3 separate regions of the Mus musculus genome follow, and regions 1 and 3 are each linked to region 2. A link is a contact called in public Hi-C and HiChIP or PLAC-seq data. All regions are on one chromosome and are shown on one strand. Each heading gives the region's core, a stretch centred on a gene start, on an enhancer-like site or on the middle of the called end of the contact. The rest is flanking DNA. Distances are from core to core; before and after follow the strand shown. Region 1 overlaps Gan (giant axonal neuropathy). Region 2 overlaps Cmip (c-Maf inducing protein). Region 3 overlaps Cmip (c-Maf inducing protein).

Region 1 (2,700 bases), core at 35-2,534, 97 kb after region 2:
CATAATACTCATAAACATAAATCAATGTAAAAAGGATGGCTGTAAACTGATACGGCTCAGTTGGTATAGGTGTTTGCTGTGTAGCCTGCTGACCCGAGTTTGATCCTTAGGACCCACATCATAGAATCAACTCCTGCAAAGGTTGTTCCCTGACCTTCATATGAGATAAGTAGATTCTAGGCTTTGCCATGTGGTAATGTTCACTCAGGAAACTGACCCATTTCCCACTAACAGCTTAGAGCCATGCCAGATCACAGTCACTGCCTAAGCAGCCTTGAGGCTCTGCTGTCCAGGACGGTGCATGCTGTTCTGTGGACACCGTGGCCTTTCCACTGTCCTGCACGGCAGCTAAGAAGCTGCACGGTAGGTGAGTGGCCTCTGATGTCAACGACCAACAAAGAAACACCTCATAAAGAACATCACCCACTTCAACAGACTTCACCGACTCTCACGAAACACAGAGCTTCCTTATTTCAAGTTCCAAGAAACAAGGAAACAAGATAATTTGCCCAAGATTATAGAACAACGCTAAGCCACTACATTTCTCCCCCTCTCTTCTTCCTGTCTCTCCCCTCCCTCTTCCTTTCCTTTTCTAAGACAGGGCCAGGCTAAGCTGCCGAGGGTGACCTTTAACCTCTGTTCTGCTTCCATGAGCGCTGGGTAATATGTCCAGGTTCTGGGGTACAGAGGATGGGCCCCAGGGCTGCATCATGGTCTCTCCTGAGCCACATGCCCAGCCTCCTATCAGGTGGCTTACTGGGGCTAGAAATACGGAACTTGGCCTCACACACATACACACACGTGTTCTAGCTAGTCATATCTCAGTCCGATACCACCGTCCTCGGGGTCCTTTTCATCCCTCATCACGGCTGCTCAGTACTTACATACACCACTGCACTTTCTGATTAGGTTACTGGTGTGGCTTCTGCCTCTGGGCTGGACCGTGACCCAAAGTGAGGAGGTGAAGAGCAGGGTTTGCGCTCTGGGACTCATGGCTTCACAAGTCTTACTAAGGGCAACGGAAGAACTCCCTTCTTCTAACCCTCAGATCCGACAGGTATGGCATTCGCAAGGCCAGGCAGTGTGGTGTCTCTGCAGAGTGTCAGGATGAGCAACTTTTATACATGACCGACTCAGCCCTGAGAGCACACTGCACAGGTTAACTGCTGGCCCTGCCAATAAGACTAAGATATAGACGCTTCCGCTGCACATCCTTGCAAGTAGGAAAGATGAAGAGAGGACGTCAGCTAGATCAACAGCTGCAGAGCCAGGCCTGGGATGGAAAGATACAGCCTGTCACAGACACACCCCATCTGGACAGCAATGGCGACCAGCCTAGTCACCGCAGGGCTGAGGACACACTGCTTTTCAAGACTGCACACTGCTTTTCAAGCCTGACCTGATGCTGCCTCCTGAGTTCTCAGTGTGACTGAAGCTGCTCTGAACTAGCAAGTCTCCTGTTTCAGTCTTCTAAGTACTAGGATTACAGGTTCGTCCCACCGTGCCCAGACGTTTCTCCTAAGTGAACTGCGTGGAGGGATGCGCCTCACGTTGATGTCTGCTGTAACTTCCCTGGGATCCCGTGGCCTTCTTGTCTCTGGAGGATGGGAGTGTGCAAGGACTGACTTCGCCTTTCCTGGGTCACTAGCTTTTGTCTAGGTGTCAGGCCCGCCTGTGCAACTCTACACTCAAAGATGGAAAGGTGACACTGGCAACACAACACAGGGACCGTGTGCCAAAGCGGGAACCAGACAGAGGAAGAGGACGGGACTCAGGAAGGGAAGATGTGGCAGGAGCCGCCGCAGACTCAGGATGTGGAGGACGCTCAGCAGAGCTCAGCACAGCTCACGGACCTGAGCAGGGCGCTGGGAGGACCTCAGTGTCTACTCCACTCTGCAGAAGAGTGGAAGGGGCAGTGCCTGCAACAGCTCTGGGACTGCTCGGAGTCACGGCAGGGAGAGGCAGGAGAGAGGGGGCCTGAGAGTGAACGGTAGAGCGGGCAGTCGTCAGAGAGACTGTGGGGACAGCTGAGAACAGCACAGGGGCTCAGGGGACTTCCAGAGGAGGGAGGGAAGGCCCTGCTCTCAGTGTGTCTTTACCATGACTTGGGAGGAATTTATGGCCTTTCTTCTTTTTTCTTTTTAACAGCTTTTTAAAAAAACAAAAACAAAAACAAAACTCAGAAAGCATAGAAAATAGTAAGATATGGCATTTTTCCAGAAAAGTTTTAATCTAAAAATAAGGAACAAAGACAGGAAAGACAAGAGCTTACATACAATCTGAGTGGCCTCCCATCCAACCCAGACTGTTCATCTGACAGCAGCACTTTCCACAGTGTGCAAGAGTGCAGACCCAGGAGGGAACGCTGCCCACTGCTGGGTGGGTGCAAAGGGGGACTCTGCAGCCCCAAAGCCCGAGTGTGGGTTCCAGGTCTGCTGACCACTCAGCACCTGTGCGCCGTGCTCACTGTGAGACTGGAGGCTGACAGTGCCTGAGCCTCGTAGCTGCAGGGGAACGCATGAGGCAGGCAGTGACTGTGTAGCATCTGGTTTTGCTCATGCTCAGTGTTTTACAAATGCCCTGAGTGTCACTGACAAGAGGTCCTGGCAGCTGCTCTCTGTTTACACAGGGGAGTCTGGGAAAACAAAGGCTGGAGATGCATGGTGTATATTAGAAAAAAAAGGTTTTAAGATTGGGAAC
Region 2 (2,700 bases), core at 199-2,698:
CTCAAGAGACACGGGACACCAAGTTCCCTGGAAACCTACGGACAAAGTCCGTCCGATTTAAAGCTGAGACTCCACCCGTGCTGGCGCCCGAGCTGCTGGGCAGCCACCACCCCACCCCAGTGTGCACAGGCTTCATGAAAGAAAAAGCCCAGGTATGATTACTCAACCCGAAGCTTGTTCAGCATACATCAAACGTCAGCTTCTTGTTTATTTCAAGGCCTGGAGGATGGCTCAGTGGGGCAGGAAGCTTGCCACCAAGCCTAATGAGACCTGAACTCAATTCTCAGGACCCGCGTGGTGGAAAGAAAGAACCGACTCCCACAGCCATTTTCTGACCTCTACACGCATATCCTGGTGTGTGTGCATACGTGCGTGTACACAAACACCTTACAACAAATAAATGTAACAAGAAGTTTGAGATACGTCTACTTTAGGTGAGCGGATGCAAAAAGTAACCATAGCGGTCCCTGGGGGTAGGTCCTGTTCTTACTGGTCTCAGCAACCCTAAAGTGGGCTCACTGCTACCTCATAATAGAGATGATAAAACTGAGGCAGCAATGAGCTCACTGCCCTGGATCTGAAAGGTCACAGGCCACATCCTCAGCTTGTCAGATCCAGTGCGTGACTTCACCCAATTCCTTGATCCTACCCTCTTTCCAGTTCCCTCATTTAAGAGACTGGAGGGCAATTATCACATAAATGTACATTGTTGGGGAGATGGAGCCTGAGGAATAGCAGCTCCCTGTCTCCTGGGGACAGGAGGTAGAAAGGAAACTGACAGCCAGTGACACCCTAAGGGACAAGGAGACTCCAAAAGGGAGGGTCCTGGCTTCCAAGAGGAAGTGACAGATCCCACTGGTGTCTTGGACCTCTAGTCGCTTTGCTTCTTGTCCAGCACAAAGGAGAAGAAACGGATCCAGGTTGTCCCGGATACAAGGACACCCGGCTCCTGGGGGAAGTAGCTCAGAGACTCCAGGCAGGGGCTGACCGCAGAAAGACTGTGCTCTGGGTACAGAGCCACTCCAGCCAGACCCCACCAACCTCCCCACGTGGGTCCCGCCCTAAGCAGCCTGTCCCATCCCTCCCTGGACACCAGGGAGGAAATCTGCAACTTCCTTCTTTGCAGGAAATGGAGTGGTCACCGCAGACCGGGCTGTTTTGTTTTTCTCCACTCTGGAGTGTGCGCCAGGACTTATCCGAACTTCTGCACCCCTTGGCCTCCTCTCTCCCATTCACCACACTGCCCAGCCTCCCAGGGCCTTACCGGCCTCCTGCCCTTTGCACAAGCCAGAAGTCCCTACTGGACCAGGGAAGTCCATGCCCTGTGGGATGATAATAACCCTGTCGAGAACAACCACAGGTGACTCTTGGTGAGTATCTCCCATGAGCAAGGGCCAGGCACTAGCCATGAGGCCTTATCATTTAAAGACAGACAGCTTACGGGGACCCGTTCTATGGAGGAGGAACCCAACGTTCAGACAGGAGACCTGGCTTGCTTGAAGCCTTACAGTCCTGCATATCAGAGTAGTCCTGGCTATCTAGGTGGCCCTAAGCATGTGTGGCTCCTGACATCATGTCAGCGGTACGGGCACAACCTACACACTGCGCTGCCTCCAAAGTCCTCTTTCCTAATGTCCTACCTCCTACAAGCAGTGTATCCCTTCCTCCCAGAGGGAAGGGGTCACCCACACTCCACAGTCCTGAGTGTGGAGGAAGGGGCCCCCTCGCTCTGAGGCCAGAGCAGCTACGCACGTGGCTGCTTTCTCAGCCACTAGGTCAACAGAGGCAAATTCTGGGACAGGATCCCGGTTCTCACATCTGCTCAATTCTCAGCACGCATCGGTCGTATGGAAACCACTGACGGGCCCTGATCTGAGTCCCCAGCACTAGGCTCGGGACACACGAGAATGATAAAGACATATCTGAAACTAAACTTGATCTGGGCTACAAGGAGTGGGGTGTTGGAGACACCCCACCAAACTAACCCTTTTCCTTTCCTCGGGAAACTCTTTAGAGAGCCAGGAGGCAGCTAGCATGGAAGATTCTGGAACATTCTCCATCCAGGTAGATGACACTGTTACATTTTTTTGACCTATGTGCTAAATCATTGTCTTTGTTGGAATTACTACTGTTGTGATAAAACGCTGTGATCAAACCAACTTGGGGAGGAAAGGGTTAATCTGGCCTATGCTTCTACCTCATTGTTCATCACTGAAGGGAAATCAAGACAGGAACTCAAACAGCATAGGAACCTGGAGGCAGGAGCTGATGCAGAGGCCATGGAAGAGGACTGCTTACTGGCTTGCTCCCCATGGATTGCTCTGTAGGCGTCCTTTTGTTACCTTACAGGTTCTTCTTTCTTCCACTTTTCTTCACCCCTTTTTTTCCAACCTCCTAACACTAGAAAGGAGGGGAAAAAAAGGGATAGAGAGGAAAGGAAAGAGATCCCTGAATAGGGGGTCAGAAAGGGGGCGATGTTATTGTTAGACTACTTCCTGCTTATTAGAGGCATCGGAGTTCCTTGGGGCAAGTTTGATCTTTGCCACAAAATATCTAATTATTATTTCTTCTTCTTCTTCTTCTTCTTCTTCTTCTTCTTCTTCTTCTTCTTCTTCTTCTTCTTCCTCCTCCTCCTCCTCCTCCTCCTCCTCCTCCTCCTCTTCCTCCTCCTCTTCCTCCTCCTCCTTCTCTTCCTCCTCC
Region 3 (2,700 bases), core at 34-2,533, 65 kb before region 2:
CCTGATGCTCTATGAGCCCCAAAGAGCAGGGACAGGACCTGACTTAGAGCCACCATGTCCCTATAGTACAGCATCAGGCATATAAGAGATGGGCAGGTACAGCCAGAGGGGGACCTCAGCCAACATCAATGCCATGTTCTTAGAGAATCTCCACCACCTCCCCTCCTCTTTCACCTGATGAACAACTAGAATTTTCCAGCGGTCCAGTAAAGCCTCTTCCAGCTTCCTAGTTCCCGCTAAGCCGCAGCCTTTCTCTGAAGTACTAGCCGACATCCTGAGCTGTCAGGGTGGGGCCGGAACAATCTCAGGCTTTGCTGGCCTTGCTTAGTGACATGCCAGGTGCCAGGCCTGGAATCCCTGCCACATCCTCCTGCCAGCTAGCGGGACTCCTGGGGCTGTGAAGGCTGTCGCGGTGCCAAGCCAGGGCAGTCCCAGGACAGGCTGGCAGCCTGGACCACGGGGACCACATAGTCACCAGCACACGTGATAACAAAGAATACACAGCCACCAAGAGATTGTAAAGGTTGGTGCTCTTGGCTGGTGCAGGAGCAGGGTGGGATCTACATTTCAGCAATGCCCAGGAACTTTCTAGAACGGTGGGGAAGTCTTATATGTGTAACTCACTACATAGTCAAGAATGACCATGAACCCTCATACCTGGCCCTCCTGTCTCCCCATCTCCGGTGCCAAGCTTTGCAAGCACGAACCTCCATTTATACACAGTGCTGGAATGGAACCCAGCAACTCATGCACGCCAGGCAAGTACCCGCCAACCTTGCCACATTCCCCGTCTACGTCTGAGCACTTAGAATGTGGCCATTTGTGACCAGTGGAGTGGAACCCCTCGGTTTAGCTGACTTTAACTTAAAGGCCACCCTCAGCAGCTTGGGTCACTGTCTCAGGCCAAGCCCAGGGTTTGGGGTTTCTACTCTGCACCCTAGGAAGCTGACAGAGAATAGGAAGGGAAGAGGAACATCAAAGGGAGAGAGGTCCTGCTGACTGAGGCAGCGCTCAACCTGAATCCCAGGCCAGATGCTACACGGAGGGCTTGGATGACATCAACCAACCTCCCTGTCACAGCCACCGGGGACAACACACATCTTACAAAGCAGGAGACTGGAGTCAGGGAAGCTGGAGTCACTGTCACTTGCCTGAGGGACAAGGGACTGAGCACTGAGTCACCTGAACTGCCGGATCTTTCTGCCTGCCAGAGGCACCTCTGAAGGAATGCATCTACTCTGTTCCTAGCAAGAGTGCTGAGTTACTTCCTGAGTGGAGCTTCTGAGGAAGCAGGTGGGCTGTCTTGAGGTCTGTACAGCCAGCTTGTCAAAACAATACTGGAACTTACCGTCCAATCAGCCCAGTGAATTTCTAACTTCTCCCCTCTGTCCCTCCTCTACAAGATAGGTCCCAAAGAGAAACAAGACCTCCCACTGATACAGGCTGTGGGTCTGCTCTCTCTCTCTCTCTCTCTCTCTCTCTCTCCCTCCCTCCCTCCCTTCAGCCTAGTCCATGGTGGGTGGGCACTGCCACACCTGCCTGTCACCTGGCCCACCCACCCCCAACCAATCCACAGAACTGGTTTCTGTAAAATTATTAACAGGTAGCTTTGCATTGGCTTTCAAAACTACAAACCACGCCCTCTTTCCAACTATGAAATGTGGAGACCGGATGCCCTCAATCTGACCCCAACTGAAGGAAGGACCAGTTCCTCTCCACCTCTGGAGAATTGGAGCATGCCTGTCATCTTAGCACTCGAGAGGTGGAGGCAGGAAAATCAGGAGTTCAAGGCCAGCCCTGGCTATAGAGCAAGCTGAAGGCCAGCCTGGGCTACAGGAGACCGACTATCTCAAAGTCTCTGGCTGACCCTGTGACTTCATTTCAAAAGTCAGCAGTTCCAACCCCATTACTTTTTAAATGTGCTTTTCCCCTCACCAATTTCAGCTTTACTAACGAGGGCCAGAGGCCACTGAATTCTATGTTGTGTGTTTATATTTCCCTCCCATTTGGCACTCAGAGAAACTTGGACATGAGGGAGACCGGCACGTCAATGCGTGTGGGCCTGAGGGGCTTCCCAAAGCAGGGCTCTGCATAGTAACGTAGGGAAGTCCCAGGCACACTGAGTCGGGAGGCTCGCTCACTTTATACAAGGGCTGCCATTACCCTCTATGAGAATCTCTGCCCATTTCACAACCACGGTCAGGGACCCTGGCCTCTGCTAACTCTGGATCCTGAGAGCCATGAGGCAAGCAGCCATCAGAACAGGAATAAGACTCATGAGGGGCAAATTCTGCTTGGTCTGGGCAGGTGGGGCACCCTGAGCCAGGGGACAGCTAGGCTCAGCTCTGGTAAGAGAAGGCCTACCTCCCAGGAATGCTGTTGACTAAGAAGAGAGACAATGGATGTGCGCTGTGTTCAAGGACCACTGGCTTCCATTTGCTTTGTGCTGTCTGAAGCTAGAAGCCAGCCAGTAGAGATCTGGAGACAGTTAAGTAGCGTATACGACCAGCTCAGGAGACTCACTGGGAAGAGCAGCTTTTTCCAAGGCAGACTCTATTTCTACACAACATGGAGATCTTGTTACTCCAGGCAAGACTTGGGGAGCCCCAGCTCTGGAGACCCACCTGGGGAGAGCATGCCCTTAGGTCCTTGGAGCCTAGGAAACGGCGTGTCAGAGAATCCAGAAAGGGAACCTGCCCA

Evidence for each region. A called contact is a pair of places that touch in the nucleus more often than the background predicts. HiChIP or PLAC-seq counts read pairs in DNA pulled down with a chosen protein or histone mark.
Region 1: a Hi-C map of bone marrow-derived macrophages shows a contact between it and region 2, with 3 times the contacts expected there. The contact joins two enhancer-like sites. A contact is called at or near these places in 1 of 15 datasets of contacts at CTCF or cohesin (pro-B cells), 9 of 484 Hi-C or Micro-C datasets (bone marrow-derived macrophages, double positive thymocytes, embryonic stem cells and 2 more) and 6 of 115 datasets of contacts at active chromatin or transcription factors (CD8 T cells, bone marrow-derived dendritic cells, bone marrow-derived macrophages and 3 more).
Region 3: an H3K27ac HiChIP or PLAC-seq map of the HPC-7 cell line shows a contact between it and region 2, with 6 times the contacts expected there. The contact joins two enhancer-like sites. A contact is called at or near these places in 10 of 484 Hi-C or Micro-C datasets (bone marrow-derived macrophages, cerebral cortex, muscle stem cells and 6 more), 12 of 115 datasets of contacts at active chromatin or transcription factors (the 230-238 cell line, CD8 T cells, the HPC-7 cell line and 7 more) and 3 of 9 other capture datasets (adipose tissue, liver and pancreatic islet).

Annotation. Positions count from the first base shown.
Region 1 is chr8:117,199,640-117,202,339 of GRCm38.p6, reverse strand. All of the region lies in intron 9 of Gan (giant axonal neuropathy), which reads right to left. Among named protein-coding and RNA genes, the nearest start is that of Gan, 43 kb to the right of the region's middle. Within about 2 kb of position 1,284, at least 62 of the 459 cell types and tissues checked have an H3K27ac peak or open chromatin away from gene starts, as enhancers often do. A contact at or near this core is called in bone marrow-derived macrophages, granulocyte-monocyte progenitors and myeloid progenitors, where this site is marked.
Region 2 is chr8:117,296,774-117,299,473 of GRCm38.p6, reverse strand. All of the region lies in intron 1 of Cmip (c-Maf inducing protein), which reads right to left. Among named protein-coding and RNA genes, the nearest start is that of Gm51554, 17 kb to the left of the region's middle. Within about 2 kb of position 1,448, at least 68 of the 459 cell types and tissues checked have an H3K27ac peak or open chromatin away from gene starts, as enhancers often do. A contact at or near this core is called in the HPC-7 cell line, bone marrow-derived macrophages, granulocyte-monocyte progenitors and 1 more, where this site is marked.
Region 3 is chr8:117,361,149-117,363,848 of GRCm38.p6, reverse strand. The region is part of intron 1 of Cmip (c-Maf inducing protein); the gene reads right to left. Among named protein-coding and RNA genes, the nearest start is that of Gm51554, 47 kb to the right of the region's middle. Within about 2 kb of position 1,283, at least 80 of the 459 cell types and tissues checked have an H3K27ac peak or open chromatin away from gene starts, as enhancers often do. A contact at or near this core is called in the HPC-7 cell line, where this site is marked.